Regions from separate parts of the Sus scrofa genome. Here region 1 is linked to region 2. Evidence: chromatin contacts called from public Hi-C data. All regions are on one chromosome and are shown on one strand. The core of a region is the stretch at or near the end of the contact, and the rest is flanking DNA. Distances in the headings are between cores, read along the strand shown. Region 1 has its middle 300 kb from the start of FOXO1. Region 2 overlaps LOC102159588 (a long non-coding RNA gene).

Region 1 (4,367 bases), core at 14-2,513, 170 kb after region 2:
ACATACATTCTATGAAGTTGGGTTTTAATAATTTGAGAAGCATTCTATTGAGAAAACTGTTCCCCAGGGAGACACTGTGGAGAGTGTATCTACCAGTTATTTGCCTAGAGGCAGACCTCATTGTATTGCGCTTTGCAGATTCTGCATTTTTACAGATTGAAGGTTTGTGGCAACCCTGTGTTGAGCAAGCTTTTTGGCACCATTTTCCCAACAGTATTATTATTATTATTTTTTTAGCCTCACCCATGACATATGGAAGTTCCCGGGCCAGTGATCGAACCTGTACCACAGCAGTGACCCGAGCCACCTCAGTGACAGAGCCATATCCTTAACCCCACTGCACCACAAGAGAACTCCTCAGTAGCATTACTTTTTAATGAAAGTATGCACATTGGTTTTTTTTTTTTTTTTAGACATAATGCTATTGCACACTTAATAGACATCTATGAACAGGGTAAAGATCACTTTTATATGCACTGGAAACCAAACCATTCTGTGACTCGCTTTAATGCCATATTCACTTTACTGCAGTGGCCAGGACTGAACACAACCTCCAAGGTCTGCCTGTATTTCACTATCCATCTCCCCTCACTGGACCATACGCCCTGCAAGAGCAGGGATTACTTCTCTTTGGCTGCTAGTCCCCAGTGCCTACAAAGGACTGGATGCAAGTCCTCTGAAGTCCTGTAAAGGAGGTGTGTGATGCGTGGTGGATGATTACAGCAGCAACATCAGGGAGATAATGGATTGCTAAAATCCTCGTTGTCTACGAGGAGAAGCTTTGAACAGAGCACTGGACCAAGGAGTCAGAGTCATGAGTCTGGAGTCCTGCCTGGCTCCTCAGTCACTCACTGTAACTTCAAGCCTCTTTTTCCTATCCAGGCTCCAGATTATCTACAAGGCTCCAGCTCCATTTGGTTCCAATGGGAATAAGCCTATCAGGCTCCTCAGGGAGAGAAAAAAAGCAGATACAGTCTCTACTGGGAGGAAGTAGGGGGCAGGGACCAAAAGAGAAAGAAGGCAGAGCGTCTGGTTTGGAAGATGAGGCTTCGCTTTGCCCTCTCTTGGGCACTCCCTTCTTGTCCCATCACTTAGCACTTCCTGGTGATGTTTAAAAACAGAGAAACCATTTCAGAGGTACCTACAGTGTTCCCGGAACTCCGTCTGCGTTCCCTTTCGCAACAGTTCTACCTGCAGAACAAAAGGGCGGTTGGGCTTTCCAGCAAAGAGGCACGAAGCTGTGGTTTCCCCTGAGGTGTCACCCATCCGGCAATGCTGCTTCTGGTTAGGTGTGTTCGCAGCTGCTGCTCCCCATGGCAGGCTCGCATGCAGACAGCGCGAGCTGGAGATCTTCCAGGGCTGTGTGTGGCGTCGGGTGCCGGGAGAGAGGCCAGCAGAGCAAAGAGAACGAGCCCTTGCCCCATTCAAGGCAGAGGTGGGCACCGGAGGAGGTGCCCGCCACCTGGAGGGACAGGTTCCTGACAGGTCGCCATCCTTCAGACGGTAGACAGGCGTTGATGAGGACTTAGCAGGCACTGCGCCAGCCCCTTTATGGACAAAACTGAATTTGGTTTTCAAGTAGCCTGAGGAGGTGGATCCTATTGTTCAGATGAAGAAATTGAGACTGAGCTTAGGTGACTTCCCGAAGGTCACACGGACAAGATATGGAAGAGGCAGGACTACATCCGTGTGGTCTGGCCCCAAGCTCAGTTCCTTAGCACCTCACACCCAAAGGAGTTCTGGGCTGGCCCTGACAGGGGGCCCTCCGCCCTGTGCCTGTGGCGGTGTTTCAGCTCCCCGGGGCCCTCGGGAATAGCCGCGAGCGCTCTTGCTGCTTCTGTCTTTACCAGTCCTTCCAACCACAGCCCTCCAAGTCCAGAGCAAGCTCTTTCTCACCATCGTGGCCAGAGTTCTACAAAAAGTGTGCGACGCTACTTCTCACCTCCCACTACCTGCCCACACCTGACTTATCAGGAAGCGTCAGATCTCGCCAAGATCACTACCCATCCCCATGTTGCTAAGTAGGCACTTTTTTTAGTCACTGTTTTACTTGATTTGTCAGCCCCTTTTGCCCTCTGAGCCATGACCTTGCTCTTCTGACCTGCTCTTCCTCTGGAAGCCTCACCACCGCCTCTCACCTTTCCTCCCTGCTCTCTGGCTGCCCGTCCCAGTGGGCCTTCGGTGCCCCCACACTTGAAGGTTGCGGCTTCTCTGAACTCTGTCCCGGGCCCTCCCTCTCACCCCGGACGCTCCCTGGGCGGGGTTTCACTCCCTCAGGCCTCTGACTGATGCCTGTGTTCCAGTGACCCCCAAATCTGCACTCCCCCGCAGCCTGCTCTGTGCTCGGCTCTCAGCCCCGTCCATTCAGCCCCGCAGCCCCGCCTCACCACCAGGAGGAGCAGAGCCTCCAGCACCCGCTGTGCTGAGTCTTCCTGCCTCGTTTCTCCCCCCCAGATACTCCAGCCTTTCAGGAGCACTGGCTCTTCCTCTTCCGAGCCATTGTCCCCTCGTCCGGTGAACTCCTGAGCCCTCCTGCTCCCTGGCTCCGTTCCACTCACCCGTCAGACCTGACCGCGGACATCACTGCCTCCAGGAAGCGGGAGGCATCAGCCGGGGGGTTCCCACCACCCTGCACGCTGCCCCCTCCGAGCACGGATTCCGGTGTCCTGCAATGGCCTGTTTCCTGAGTCTCTGGCCTCCCCTGGACCAGAGAGTTACGCCTTAATCCTCACTACCTAGTATAGTTCTTGATCTGCGTATTAGAGGAATTCCGCTAACACTGGTCGAGCGGAGGAAGGATGAATGGACAGACGACTGGGGATGATGTGCCACTGCCTCTGTTCTCAAACCGGCTCAAGTCTGACAAGCCCACAGCTCCGGCAATTCACGGTGAAGCGAGCCGGCTGTGATCCACAGGCCCTGATTCCCAGCGAGTCCTCTTCATCCAGCGCAGGCAATACTTGCTCATAAGAACTGACACTCAGCTCTGTCTTTGGAGTCCCATCCACGCCAACCACCTTAACCACCAAGACGCTCCCCCTTGGCCTGCTCCTCCTCTCGTTCCTTCTCTGAGCATGTTATCCAACTGCATCTTCTGGCTGCTGCTGCTGCTGCTGCTAGTGACCAAGCCTGGCCACCAACTGTGCACAGGTGGGGGCTGGCGCAGTGCCCTGAGCACTGCAGGTCCGGCCGGTCGCTGCCTGGCATCCTCGGTCCCAAGGGGAGCCTTCCTCCCCAGGAGCCCCTTGATGCAGGAGCTCTGGATCTGTTCGGGAAGTCTTCCTGCGTGTGTGTGCACGCACATACCTGTTCAACCAACACCCCAGACAGAGCCAGACCCGGCTCCCTCCAACACTGTGCAACCCTGTAGGGAAGGCAGCAAAGGTCCGCTGTGCCCTCCTGACTCAGCCTAATTCTGGCTGGAAGTAGCCCAAACGGGCCACATGGGTGGAAAAACACAAGCCTTTCCATTGACCCTCCAGATGTTTGCAGATATTGTCATGTTGGTGGCTAGAAAACATCTGGATGTCTGCTTGACCCTGCATCCACTGTTTGCCCAGAGGCTTGCTGTCTGTCATATAAAACGCCAAAGGCATCATCTCTCTTTTCCCCTCAAATGTGCCATTTCTTTCCCTCCATTGCATCCAGAAGGTGCTCTCCGCATGCGATGGCATTTCAGAGCGAGCATGACTGACTGAGTCCTCTCATCGGATCTTTGCACAGATCACACCACTGCCAGGACTGGCTGGGGACTCGACACTCAGAAGCGCTGGGCTCCCCCTTGGCGCTGGCCAGCCCGTGGTTCCAACCGTCCTGGACAAGCTGCCTGACCCTCACCCCTCGGCTTCCTCCCCTGCACGATCCCCATTCCTAGCGCTTCTCTCTGCTGCTCCCAGAGGAATGTATTAATAGAAGCCGGAGCCTTTTTTGTTTCTTGAGAGAAAAGTTTCTATAAATACAAAACGCTGTTATGATGTGACCCTATTATTCACCAACCAAACAATTCTCCCTGCACATCTGTGATTTGAAGGTTTGTTCATGAGAGGGCTCCTTGCTACCAAAGTTAGTTGAATTCATTTTAACACATTCAAGTAACCCTCAAAATGGATTTATTTTTCAGTACCAAGCACATTTATCTATTTATTAATCAATTATCAGTCAGTTGGTTCCATAAATGCTTGTTTCACCACTACCGTGTGATAGGCTTTGGAGTGTATGATAAGGACACAAAGGCAAACAGGACTTGAACTTGTTCTCAAACCGCTTACCCTCTGTACAAGTTTGCTTGGGCTACCAGAACAAAACACCACGCTCGGGGCCTAAATAGCAGAACTTTATTTCTTCACAGTTCTGGAGGTGGGACCTCC
Region 2 (4,488 bases), core at 1,657-4,156:
AGCACTCTGATGTCTGCTCTGAGGGGGTGGTTTGCAGAACTATACTTCAATTTAAAAAAGAAGATAAATTTGAAAAAACTAAAAAAAAAAAAAAAAAAGAAAGAAAGAAAGAAAAGAAAACAGTATTGGGTCTGGGACACTGAGCCCTGCCTCCTAGGAACGAGACACGTAAGATGTCACATACCAGCACAGACAATGACGGCTCCCAGGACACTGCTGCTGCCTTAGGTTTGCCGCTGCTCTTAGCATCTTTCCAAAAAGGGGCCATCCCAACCTGGTGGTAAGGAAGAAGCTCCCCAGAGCAGGACAGAATCCCACGGGGCATGTCAGAGCAGACAAAGACTGGGTCCTATGGGAGGAGTAAGTGGCTATTATAAGTTGTTTGGGCTTCTATCTGTAGGTGACAGGGACCTCAAGACATTTGCTTTTTAAGATGAGAGCTGATATATCCAAAAGTGCACTTGAGAAGATGCAGCTGAGAAACATGTACAGGTGGGAGGGGGCAGAAAACACAGGCAGGGAATCCAGTAAGAAGATCGCTGCTCAAGTTTACCCATTAGAGTCCGTCTCCGTTTCCTGGAGAGTTTTCACATTTCTGGCCAGTGCTGATTATTTCCGACTGACTCTCGAAAGTGTAGACGTTCTGTCTTATCACTCTGTGTGTTTCCCACTATGTATGGTGCTGAAATGAACCAAGCCATGCCCATCTCCTGGTAATGACAATACACTTGATGTCTACTTCAATGCAAATCACAGTTATCAGCCTTTTATTTTTTAATTCACCATATTATTTTTTTTAATTCACCCTACAAATACGTACCAGATTCATATTTTGTTCTGGAATGATGAGAGACGTTATCTGCCCCCATGGGCAGTGCCGTTCACTGCTTCCAATGGACACGGAGGTGGGAGTGTGTGAGGGTGCTGCAGGTGCAAATAACACCAGCAAAGGTCCAGGGACCCCGAAGAGAACTATCTCCTCCAGGGAGGTAAGAACTGCCCCACAAGAGATGGGGTAGTGGCAGTGGAGGAAAAGCATGACCTTGAATGTCCAAAGGAGTTTGACATGTAACCTCCAGACACTAGGAAGCCATTGAAGGCTTTGAAGCAGGTGAGTTCATGGACCAGATCTGGGTTTTAGAACATAAACTTTCTAAGCAAGCACAGCATGAACTGGCAAAGGTAGATTCCTGGGATGGGCACGTTCACTGGAACGTGGCTGCCACTGTCCAGGTGAAAGACGGTAGGGGCCCAAGTGAAGGCGCCAATCTGAAGAGGCCAAAAGACCACGAGGAGATCAATCTATAAGCCTAAGGAGGAGCTGAAAAACATCCCTGCCCTGATGACCACGTGGTCCAAAGAATGCCGCTGATTAAACATGCCTCAGGGAGGAAGAGTGTGTACGAGGCAGGCTGACACCTTGGGTTCTAATTCGTTCCTCACTGCAGTTAGAGCATCACGGTTTGCACTGAACTCACAGACCTGGCCACAGCCCTCCGCTGCTCTGAGCTCTCGCGTGGACCACCTTCCTCAGCCTCATCAAGTTCCAACTCATTACCGCCTAGGCCTACATTCATCAGCTGCCTGCTTGATGGAAGTGGTGGCAGTAGGTGTCCTTTCAGGAAAGGGTGGCTACATGGTGAATTAAGAGGCAGCGCCTACCTTTTTTTAAATCAATGTTTTGAATTAATTAATACCTAATAATTCAATTTTTTGAATTAATTAGTGCAAGAAACATTTCCTGAGCGCCTCTGTGTAACCAGTACATTATCAAAGTAGCGAAAAGAACAGACAAAAATCCCCACCCTCGTGTAGGAGACACTCTGGTGAGAGAGGCAGATAATACCCAGCAAGAAAGTAATAGGGAGGCAGTGACAGTGTTAAGGGGGAAAGGTCGGGAAGAGAAGAGCAGGGGAGGGAAAAGGAAACCTTTACCTGAGGGAGAGGCCAATGCGAAGGTACTTGTTGGGTAAAATCCTGAAGGACGTGAGGGTGCCAGCCAAGGGACAGCAGGGGAAGAGCATCCCAGGCAGAGCACACAGCAAGTGCAAAGGCCCTGGGGTGGGAGCCTGACTGCCTCCTACACATCCTACCTTACTGAGGCTCACAAGCTCAGAGTCACTGATTTATTCATCTCTCCCATAAGCCAGACCATGTGCCAGGCACTTGAGATACCAGATGAATAAGTTTCACTGCCAGTAAATCCACACATAGAGACGAATGACAGGCTGATGCTGCTTAAAAACTCAAACTGACTCTTCTAACTCACGAGGTCAATGTTAGTTCAAAGGGACAATTTGGCTTTTTTCATTGGCTGTTTTCAGAGAGGGGCAATGTATCACTTTAAACATAAAATGTCACCCTTATCTATTTTATGTGTAGAGATGACACATTTACTATTTTATTTGAAAAAACGATTCTTCTGTTCAAAAGAGAAACGTGGTCTAACAGTTTCATAACCACTGGACTAAACCTGGAACTTCCCTGCCAGCCTGGACAACAACCCAGGGCTGACATGTCACCTATCACTAGGACTGAGCCACCACACAATTTCCATGCAATTCCACGACCCAACGCCAGCTCTGGACAACTCAGTTTAGACCTAATATGAGCATCCACAGGATTCAAACACAGCTGCTTAATTCAATTTTTAAAAATTTAATCACCCCCATTTTTTTTTTCCTCCAAGACACCAGCCAAGTGTTTGGACTGATTTTTTTCCAGAGAATTTACTGGTTCACATCACACAGACAGGAACTCTCTGTCCAAAGAACTTGCAGTTTCAAAGCGACGTGATGATGCAATGAGACATTTTGACCAAATTCCGTTCTGGATTTGATGATTCCACCCAAACGGAGAGGAGTGGCTGCTTCTGGTTTGAACCAGTTCTCCAGGCAGCAGAGCCTCTTACAAACATTACTGGACTGGGGATGTGGCTGCTGGATCTTCACCTCTGCCCTGCCACTAACTAGCTGGGCTAACTCTTACCAGTTTCCTCATCTGTTAGTGACCTATTTGAACCAGTTGATGTCAGAGGCTCTACTCGGCTTTTGAAATTCAGCAATCCCAAGCAACATCTCTTAAAGAACTGTTCTCCAACTTTGCCATCCTGGGTAAACATGATTGGGTCACGCTGAAATTTCCTGTTCTTGGTAATTACCATTAATTAGCAGAAATCTATGGCATAAAAAAATTAATCACAGTGCAAGAAGGATGATCATAGCTAGCCAGATGGTGACGAGATGAACTAAGAGGAGAAACTTCTTTTTCATTTCCAGAGCCCTGCTTCAGGAGTTTGCTGGCTTCTTGAACTTGGGTGGGTACCAGGAAGCCATTCGGGCTTGGCCTGGCTTTGAAAGACTCTGGGGCTGCTCTGAAGTTTCACCTGGAGCCTGGTCAGAAATAGGCTGTTGATGGTAGAGAGATCTACCTCTTTCTGTGTCTGAGGACAAAGGGCCTTCTGACAAGCAGGTAGAAGGAAGGCTCCTCAATCCAGACAGAGCAAGTCAGGGCCAAGTGTCTGTCCTGTTTGCTGTCAAGCTAAGAAGGGTATGGGGGGTGGGGGGGAGGAGGAAAAAAAAGCAAAACTTGCTGAAAGCCTCCTGCTGTTTGTGCCTCATCCTGGAAGGAAGGAAGAGAGTTTTACTAAGCTCGTCCCTTTGTGTCTGCATATCTGGGGGTGGGGGGAGGTAGCTTTTCAACCCAGAAACTTTGGGTTAGAATGTACCTTGTAAGCAGATCTGGGTTTCAGAATTCCTGGTGGAGTCTGGTCTCCGTCCTTCCTGTATTTATCTTTAAATCCTCATTGCCCTCCCTTCTCTTGTTATTTGATACCGATTCAGGTCAATGGCTCATGATTGAATTATTTTAAAACTTCACAGTAATTTCAGAGGAAAAAGAGAGCCCTTGAGATTCCCTAAAGTTTGCTTGTATGCAGAATGGCACATTCCATCTGCCAACCAGTGGAAATTTGTGATTTTGGTTTACCAACTGGATTCATTCATTCCATCCCCTTACCCCAGGGTGCTGGCCCCCTCGGGCACAGGAGAGGGCCCTGGCATCACCACCAGAGACCCAACCCATGCCTACATTTTCACCCAGGGTTTGGCCCCGGTGAAACTGTAGGAAAAGGCCTAATATGGCACGTGAGTGTTTAACCAAACTCAACGAATGATTAACTACAATGTGAGGAGAAAAACAATAACAGGAACCAACAATGGTACGAACACAGATGAATCATATGTCAGCCCTTGCTGATTGACGTCAGACTGGCTGCAAACGGTGTTTGACACGTTAGGGACAAGGTGACCTCCAGGCTCATACACTCCTGCTTCTTTACACTATTTTCCTTTTCCAGGTCCCATCTCTAAAGGTGTCCAGATGCAGAGCGGAGGGGCTCTTAGCAAGTCAGGGGACCAAATTTCAGAACTGCTGCCCTAAAGAGATTTAGATTATCTGAATTTATTCTAAAGAAAAAAAAAAACTTTA

The links. Hi-C and Micro-C count contacts between places; a contact is called where the count stands out from the background.
Region 1: a Hi-C map of omental adipose tissue shows a contact between it and region 2, with 1.5 times the contacts expected there. The contact joins two enhancer-like sites. A contact is called at or near these places in 1 of 5 promoter capture datasets (liver) and 3 of 47 Hi-C or Micro-C datasets (alveolar macrophages, heart right ventricle and omental adipose tissue).

Annotation. Positions count from the first base shown.
Region 1 is chr11:15,111,763-15,116,129 of Sscrofa11.1, forward strand. No RefSeq gene overlaps it. Among named protein-coding and RNA genes, the nearest start is that of FOXO1, 300 kb to the right of the region's middle. Within about 2 kb of position 1,264, at least 16 of the 83 cell types and tissues checked have an H3K27ac peak or open chromatin away from gene starts, as enhancers often do. A contact at or near this core is called in liver and omental adipose tissue, where this site is marked.
Region 2 is chr11:14,939,360-14,943,847 of Sscrofa11.1, forward strand. All of the region lies in intron 2 of LOC102159588 (a long non-coding RNA gene), which reads right to left. Among named protein-coding and RNA genes, the nearest start is that of COG6, 370 kb to the left of the region's middle. Within about 2 kb of position 2,907, at least 15 of the 83 cell types and tissues checked have an H3K27ac peak or open chromatin away from gene starts, as enhancers often do. A contact at or near this core is called in liver and omental adipose tissue, where this site is marked.